Regions from separate parts of the Zea mays genome. Here regions 2 and 3 are each linked to region 1. A link is a contact called in public Hi-C data. All regions are on one chromosome and are shown on one strand. Each heading gives the region's core, a stretch centred on a gene start, on an enhancer-like site or on the middle of the called end of the contact. The rest is flanking DNA. Distances are from core to core; before and after follow the strand shown.

Evidence for each region. A called contact is a pair of places that touch in the nucleus more often than the background predicts.
Region 2: a Hi-C map of leaf shows a contact between it and region 1, with 7 times the contacts expected there. The contact joins the promoter of LOC100381672 here to the promoter of LOC100502245 in region 1. A contact is called at or near these places in 3 of 25 Hi-C or Micro-C datasets (ear and leaf).
Region 3: a contact with region 1 is called in a Hi-C map of leaf mesophyll, with 4 times the contacts expected there. The contact joins the promoter of LOC103627164 here to the promoter of LOC100502245 in region 1. A contact is called at or near these places in 5 of 25 Hi-C or Micro-C datasets (bundle sheath, ear, endosperm and 2 more).

What each region holds. Positions count from the first base shown.
Region 1 is chr5:164,188,523-164,191,469 of Zm-B73-REFERENCE-NAM-5.0, forward strand. It overlaps LOC100502245 (Polyadenylate-binding protein-interacting protein 3), which reads right to left and starts at 1,376. Exons shown (of 15, transcript XM_008646000.4): 1 at 945-1,376. LOC111589480 (U2 spliceosomal RNA) reads left to right here; the gene lies at 1-168.
Region 2 is chr5:164,688,631-164,691,577 of Zm-B73-REFERENCE-NAM-5.0, forward strand. LOC100381672 reads right to left here and starts at 1,379. Exons shown (of 28, transcript NM_001174485.1): 1 at 977-1,379. The coding sequence starts at 1,220.
Region 3 is chr5:164,600,702-164,603,648 of Zm-B73-REFERENCE-NAM-5.0, forward strand. It overlaps LOC103627164 (F-box protein At5g50450), which reads right to left and starts at 1,390. Exons shown (of 3, transcript XM_008647468.4): 1 at 1,075-1,390; 2 at 732-894; 3 at 1-516. The coding sequence starts at 1,247.

The DNA.
Region 1 (2,947 bases), core at 126-2,625:
AATATTTGTTCTTATCAGTTTAATATCTGATGTGGACCATATGTTCACTTTGATATTAAATTTATTTTTATGGGTGTTAAATATGAGTGTGTGTGCGACGGGCATTGACTATATACAATATTAATGTTCGCTCCGAAGTGAACTACAGCAAACTTGAAGTATCTTTCCACGTGCTGTGTGAAAGAAAATATATGGATGGTAACATATGAGCAGACACATTTGCAGGAGCTCCTTTCATGTACTCCAAATCATTATGTTAGTACATAAACTGATCCATTCACAGGGAGTAATCATGGAATGTGATTGTGTAAGATGTTGAAAACAACTGGATCGTATGAGACTACATAAGATTTCATAAGACTAAGACCATTCATGTCATCTTATTGGATTTACCAGATGCAACATCATGTCAGCACGTTAAACACAAGCAACCAGATACTGATTCCAATAGCCTGATTGCTAGTATGATAGAGTAGGATTAGCAAGATGCAAAATCATTATATCACTTGAAATTTGGCACAGGTAGAGCTGCCCTCGTCATGGTAGCCGCTAGTTGGATAGTTAAACTACTTAGCCAAAACAAAGGATGGAAAACTACAAACAAAATATGGAAAACCACATTAAAATAAGAATGAGTTGCTATAAGCGCCTGACATATGCAAAGATTCGAGGCATGATACAATAAGCACATGAAATGGCAGGATCTCGTCACTGTGATCCCGGCAGCAGCTAGAAAACAAAATCCACGCAGAGCAACGGCTCCACCCCAGCTTTCCATCAGCCCACGCACCTCCAATCTCAGAGATCTAATCCATCGCACCTCGGTCTACGATCTCGAGCAGGCGACCGAGCGCGGATACACGCACCGCCCGTCTCGAATCCTGATCCAACAGAAGGAGCAGAGAGGAGGGAAGAGAGGCCCCACACGAAGGACGGTAAGCTACCTGCTCCGTCGGAGTCCTAGGGTTACGGTGCCGGCCGGATCGCCGCCGGGGACGGGCGTACGAGTCGAGGGCCTGCGGTAGCGAGCCGACGCGTGAACCGAGTGTGGAGCAGGGGGGCAGGGGAGAGAGACGCAGCCACCGGGACCCTGCTCCTGACGACGAAGGCGCGGCGGCGGCGGCGGCGGCGGCGGCGGGAGGTGGGGTCAGGCTGGGGTTGGGTCGCCGAGACAGCCGCTGTCGGAAGGCGGAAGGAAATCCGAATGAATCGGGACAGGCCGTGAGATGCGACGGCGTGAGGTGTTAGTTTTTCCTTGCCGGGTTCGGGCTTCGGCGGGCGGGCCGGTCCGCGGGTACGCCGCGTGGGCGGGCTGAGCCTGCGCTGGAGCTGCTCGTGAAAGCCGCGCGCCAGCTGCAAAGCGGTAGCCGACCAGTGACCACGCCACGGGCTTGGCCTTGGTGGGTTGGTGCCACCGTGACCGTGGGCTGTGGACGCTATTTCTTGTCCCCCCCTCCCTTTTCTTCCTTTTCTGTAAACGTCCTCCATTTCCGTTTCTCCAACATCTCCATTTTAAAATAAATACAGTTCTTGTTTGTTTATGGATTAAATGTTTTATATTTAACAAAATATATATAAATTAAATATGTTCTTAAATTTCTTTAGAGAGATAAATGTTATTAATATTTTATGTAAACCTGGTCGATCTTTAAAAAAAGTTTAATCAACACAAAACTTGTTGTGACACTTATTTTAAGACAAATATATATATATATATATATATAAGGGCCTGTTTGGCATGGCTCCAGAGCAAAACTCCAAGGAGGAGCTGGCCAGAGCATGCCAAACACCCTAACTCCAGAGTTGTAAACTCTATGGAGTTTTTGGAGCTGTAGTACAATTTTTTGGAGTACCTCTTTTGCTGCTCTGAAAACTCCAAAAAAGCAACCTAGTCATGGAGTTTTGAGTTATTTACCCGCCATTGCCACTAGTTATGAGAAACAATCTAAACTATGGAGCAGAGCTGCTCCACCCAGAGTTTTAGAGTAGAGCTGCTCTGGGGTGGAGCAGAGCCATGCCAAACACACCCTAAGTATCACTTAGATGATTTTAGAATCCCTTTGGCTTGTAGATTTTGATTTGGATGAGCTGATTTGTGCTCAATCAGAAACAATTGCCATGTTTGGTGGTAAGGAATTTGCTGAAATAGAAACTCGATAGTAACTTGTAACTGATGTTTGATTCGACGCTTTGAGAATCCCATATATTTGCATACGTACCTATAGGAGAAAGACAATAATGAAGATTGACTACATACTTGTCTCCACAAGTTGCATCTTAATACGGACATAATAAGGGTGTGTTTGGTTTCCACTTCCTAAACTTTAGTCACTTTAGTCCATGAAATATCAAACAGGATAAATAAAAATAGGTCTTCTAAATAAAATTTCTAGGAACTAAAGTTTAGAAGAGTGGCTAAAGAAATCAAACACTCTATAAATCAAACTTGTTAACCAAAGCTAATAAAAGACAGTCAAGTCTATTTTGCTTATCCCATATGAAAAGGAATAAGCATATGTGATTCGGTATGGTTAAGGGTTTAATGGTATTTAGGGTTGAAAATGGACGGGTAAAATCTCGTTTCGGCATATCGTTTTCTATATTTAACCCGTTTGTTTTCATATTTGCGAGAAAAATCGGAACGGAACGGAAACCGAGATGGAACTCGTTTTTAGCCGGGTTTAACTTGTATTTGTCCTATATTTGACAAGTTCAAGATCAGACCAATAAGCATTTATATGTTATCTAAACCCTCGTAGCCATTGGCTCTTCTCAATAGCAATTGGCCTAAAGTATCAAACAACACTGATCATAACTATATACACCACTAGCAAGCAAACAACAACGATGTGTTGCCTATCTGTATCTATTTGTTTTATGTTGTTCCTCTGCCAGTCAGTCACCCGTTAGCTATCAGTACCATGTGTGTTTATATTAAATTACGAGT
Region 2 (2,947 bases), core at 129-2,628, 500 kb after region 1:
ACTCATGCTAGGAACAGATGATACTTATTAACTTCTTGCAAATATGCAAACCCTAACAGATCTATAAATAAATCTAAACTAATTGTTAATGCCACAAATGTGTGGATGTGCATGTCTCCACAAATACAATGTTTTTTCAAAGTTTAGCATAACAGCAAATAATTGGTCAGAGATCGCCACCAAGTTGTGACTACCATCAATATCCTCACTAAGCCCTGGGATGAATATACTAGTCCTGTTGACAACTCCGAATGGCATAACAGCATCAACATTTGATCACCCTCATATTAATCTAAAACTCTTGATTGCAGTTTACCAGATTTAAACAAGCAGCCGATACAGTTGATAGAAGAATGTTTCTGGAACTGAAGGATATAACATGAAGTTTCCAGAAAGTTATGCTGCTAATACAAGCCACCTCCAAAATTGCAATTTTCTAAAGATGGACTGGAGTAAAAGGCGTGTGAACCCCATACAGAATATAGACCACTAGAAATAAAGATAGCTTATAATATTCTCCTATGAACCTTTTGTGCCCACTTCTCCCAGTCCAAAGTCGAAACAGTCGGCACGATCGCCTACAAGTTGCAATTTCTAATCCAAATCAACACAATCGAATAAATAAATAAATAAATAAATAAATAAATATGCATATGTATATATATATATGTATATATATATATATATATATATATATATATATATATATATGTATATATATATAATAGGTACTTAAAGTAAAAGACGATAGCAACACCATCGAATCTCTGCAGTGACACCAACATAGTACTAGTATTCTTATTTTCATGATTTTCATGGGAAAAAGGACGTTTCCAAATCTACCGGTACCAGTAGAGATTGGGGAAAACCGAATACCGATAGATCTTAGAACACAAACTCGACTTCCCCTAAACACGGACGGCCACAATCTCCGAAGAGAAAAGGCGACAAAAAAATCGGTTGCAGCTAGAGTCACCTCCTGCGAGCTGTGCGGGCTTGGGATTGGGCTCGGGCTGGGCCGCCCTGTCATCGAGCCCCGCGGGCGGAAGAAGGAACAAGGCGGGCGACGGGGCATTCCTCGCGGGCTCCTCCAGGTCGGCGCGGCCCCCGAACACTAGCCAGTCCGCGCCTCCACCGAGCACCGACGGCTGCGGTGCGTGGTGGCGCGCATCGCCGCCGGCGGCGACAGCGCCGCCGTGCTGCTGTTGGAGCGAGAGCATCTCCGCCCGTGCGGCGGGTAAGGAAAAGCCTCCCAGGCGCGGGCGCCGGCCGGAGGGCCCAGATCGCCGGACGGATCAACCCCTCGCGGCGCGAGAGGAGAGGGGGTGGGGGTTCTGGAGCCTGGAGGCTTCGAGAGAGCAGAGGGGGGGGACCGAATGGGGACTCGGAACTTCGGGGACGCACGGCAGGATGCTTCGAATTTTATATGAGGAGAGAGATGGGCTGTTTGTTTCGGCCTTTTGTCACTGTTCGGAAGCAACTTGTGGCATGTTTTGGAGCACTGTATTTTCTTAATTCTAAAATAATACCGTAGTATTTTGAGCGTACCATAGTAATTTAGGTCAAAGATGTTTAGGATAAATAATTAGTTTATATCAAAGTTTTATGCTGCACACAGCTACAATATTCTCTTTTTCCTACATTATAATTAAAATAATATGTCTCCAAACAGGTGTTAGATTGAACTGGTATAAAATATATCATAGTTATATCATAGGCTCGTAGCATATATTAAACAGTAGTACTTTAAACTGTGGTTTTGAGAAATAAAGTTCTCAAACAAGCCCCTAGATTTTAAGAATCCAGATTCTATCTCTTGTTTCTAGAAACTGGTTTAGGAAATAAAAATTGATTAATGGTGTTTGGAACCACTCAATTTTTATATATTGGCTTTAGCTAGAGGGGCTAGCTTCTTGGTATTTAAGAAACTGAGAATCCAGTTTCTATAAACTGGGACATAAACTAGTATGTTTGGAACCACCTCAGTTTCATAAAACCAGTTTCTTAAAAATTGGGTGCTTCCAAAGTGGCACTTAGTCATCTCCATACTCATATTCAAACTTCACTCTATAAAAAGTATAGTCTACAGTGTCAAGCATTATTTTAGGTGACCACATAGGTGCGTGTGAAGGAAGATGAAGGGTCCATATGGTTTCTATACTACTTATTAAGAGTCTAATGTAGACCATGCCCCCGCCCCCGCCTCCGTGACCCCCACGCACCCCACCCCCGCTCAGGTCCGCCCCCATCCCCTCCCCCCGCAGGTTCGTGACCGCCGCGCCTTCTTCCCCACACCCCGTCTTCGGATCTGCGACCGTCGCGCCCCCAGCCGTCTGCTTCAACCCCGGGCTGTGAGGAGAAGGAGGACGACGATGCGCGAACTGGCGGTTCTGCGGCGAGATGCGGTGGCCAGAGAGCGTCACCTTGGACCCTCAGGGTCGTGAGCCGTACACGAGCGTCGCTGACGACACCACGCTGCCAACCCTAGCCGCGCCTGCCTTCCTCCCCCGCTTGCCGTCGAGTATCGATGTTTGGAGGTGGGGGCGCCTTCGCCGGTGAGGTACCTGGTGGGGGCAGCGATCATGATGAGCGGCGTGGTACTCCCGCTGACGTACATGATCTTCCGCATCAAGAGCTCGCCGTCCTCTGCCTCCGCCGCGGGGCCCTCCTTCTCCAAGCAGATATAGGTGTGCTTTGTCTCTCTTCCTTCCTCACTCCATGAGATAGCGGTATGGCGACGCATCACATCTGCATGCTCGCATTTAACAAATTCGTGATGCGCCTTTGCTGCAGGAACAAGGGACTCATCTTAGCGAGTGGGTGGATCAATCGCCTCCCCCTGATGCTCTGATTGTTTTGGCATGGCGAGATCCTGCAACTACTCCTCGAGACTGGGCACCATCACGCCAAATACTAGCTGATTCCTTGGATTTGAGTGACAGGGCGT
Region 3 (2,947 bases), core at 140-2,639, 410 kb after region 1:
GGTGGGCATGGAGCACATGAGCAGCAGGCGCCGCGGCGGGAACGGCAGCGGGTTCGCCGAGAACCAGTCGCACAGGAACCGGTTGGCCGGGTGCGCCCACCCCCGCAGGCTGGCCGGCACGGTGGTGAAGCAGCCGAGCTCGCTGGTGAGGCACCCGGGGTTGCCGACCACGTGGGCGTACGCCACCGCCTGCTCCGCCGCGGTCGGGTACGTGGCGCGGAACTCCCGCAGGTTGGCCGTGAAGGTGAGGCGGCGGCCGGCCTCGGCGTCCTGCCGCACGCCCAGCCCGTTGCTGACGCAGAAGGCCAGGTCGCGCAGCGCGCCCATGTGGCCGCGGCACGCCGCCAGCGCGAACAGGTTCGCGGCCGCCAGCGGCTGCCTCTGGTTGTGGTCGATGCAGCTGCCGTTGTAGTAGACGACGGCCGCGGCGAAGGCGGCGTGCGCGTGGCCCGACCGCACCGCCATCAGCATGCGGGACCACCCATGGGTCTGGAGCCCCAAGCAGTAGAACTGGATCTGTGTGTGTCGATCGGGTGCGTGCAGACAGAGAGAAGCCGAAAGATCCCCGATCGATGGACATGGATGCATCCATCAATCGATCAGTATGTATTCACTTCAGTTTATGTGATGTGCGTTCGTTGTCCGCGTAGTAGACTACTAAAGACAAGCACGCAGGACCACTTATAGTACTCGGGAGACGGGAATGAGACACACGGGCCGGGACGACGCACCATGCCGAGGAAAAAGTTGGCGTCCGCGTTGCCGTTGTCGCCGCAGAAGCGGAGGAAACGGTCGGCGGCTGCGCACCACCTGCGCGGGAGCACGGACACGCACGCCGCCGACGCCGCCCGGATCACCTGCGGGTTAGTCACCAGCCTGCAGAACTCCTGGCACCTGCATGCCATGGTTCGAAGCGGAGCTAGTAATAATCAACAATTAATTACTCCAAGCATGCATGGGCTCGTCCATGTCATGCTGTGCCTTCTTCCAGCAGAATCAGAGAGCAAACCAAAAAAAAAAACATGTAGCTAGCTAGGCTAGGATGCATGGGGTCCGGCCGGCGCGTGCACGTACACAAGCATGACGTTGAAGAGGTCGGCGGGCTTGTCCGCGGCCGACGACAGGGCGGTGAGCACGGAGAGGATCAGCTCCTGGGGCAGCACCTCGAACGCCCCCATCTGGTTCGCCACAACCCGTGGCGCCGCCCCCACCCGAGGCCTCTTCGCCTGCAGACACAGACTCACCATACTGCCAGTAGCTAGTGCTCCTTTCACTCCGATCCTCGGAGTGAAGAGAGAAGATGGAGATAGTTAAGCGGAGGCTGGCCATGGCGGTGCTATTTATAGCGAGGGGAGGAGGCGGGGTGGGCACGCAGATGCGGCGCGCGGCCAGTTTACCCAAAACCCCTGCTGCCCCCCGGGGTCGCGCGCCGTTAGTTAGGATCGACGGCATGTCCTCCGTCCGGGACAGCCGTTCGCCTGCTGCTTCGAATCGAACGTTTTGCATGCCCCCCAACAGGCCCACGGCCTTCCTAAGCTTGTTCGTACGTGGGCGCTCTTGCGTTAACTTTGGCCACCACTAAGACACTGAATTTTAAACATATATGCGATTTAATAGTTCATTAGAAAGATGAGAAATAATGTTAAAACATATATATAGTCACTTCATTATATGTTAAAACAAATTACGATGCGAAATGTTAAAACATACCACAAGAATGATAGATGTACTTTTACTGGAAACAATTCAAACATGCCACAAGAGCATATTAGAAAAGAACATGTAGCTAGATTGTGTGGTACGGTATTTGACAAGAACAACATGTAATATATAGTCACATGGGGACATTTTAAACCTGCCATCATAGATGGAAACACCTAAAAACAAATTTGAGTAGCAACAACACCTGTCTAGCAAATCCTTTCCTTGATCAAGCAAGAGGCGGACCGCTGTATTGACGTCGGAGACTCTAAGTTAGACAGCTTATTCGTGAGTAATCGCCTAAGCCCCATCTTTAATTTGCTAGGGGAGCAACCCGAATTGTAAAACAACACCCTGCCCATAGTAGTGTGTCCTTGCAACTTCAACATTTTCTCGATCTTCATCCAAAGATGCACAAACTTCTTTGCATGCTTTCGAAAAAAGAATGACAACAAAATTATATAGTGTTTTGCCATAGCAACAATTCAATTGTGCAACAAGAACCATCCAAACATAGATTGAGTGATCGTTAAGAAATTATCAGAGGAATTACAACAAAATCTCATAGAGAAAATGCTATCAACATAAAAGAATATTAAAAATATAATTTGAAAAATACAGGTTCGCCATGAGAACAATTAAAAATACCCCAATACAAAACTGTATTGATACAATATTCCTTATTAGTTCTTGATATTATATAAACCAAGGTAGTGTAGCAAAATATGTTGTATGACCGCGAGCAACTTGTGCTTATAGATAACGCCTCTTGTACTAATAATTTATGTGGTGGGGATGATAGTAGTTTCTATTATACATCTAATATATAATAGCTTGTGCACAAACAGTGTAGCAACTTTGCAGAACTTCATTTGTAGGTTAGGTTAACATCGCTGACATATAAATTGATAGTAAGAATAGTATTCCCAAAAGTATACAATATGGATCATGTTATGTTAGATTTATGATAAACATTGCAAAACAAAGATTAATGCCAAATAAAGAAAATGTTCATATTTGTAGGGATAATGGACTAGTATCGCACAATGCAAACTTCTTGCATGCTAACGTCAGTCATCAATCCACATCACGACAAAAAAACTCATCATTTCACCCCATGCACGTGTATCCTCAAACCACACAAAAAGTTGCATCTACTTAGGGTATCCACAACGGTTACTAAACTGATAGCTTACATACGGTTTCATCTGGCATAATGGAGGAGAATAACACGCTAGCGTGTCTA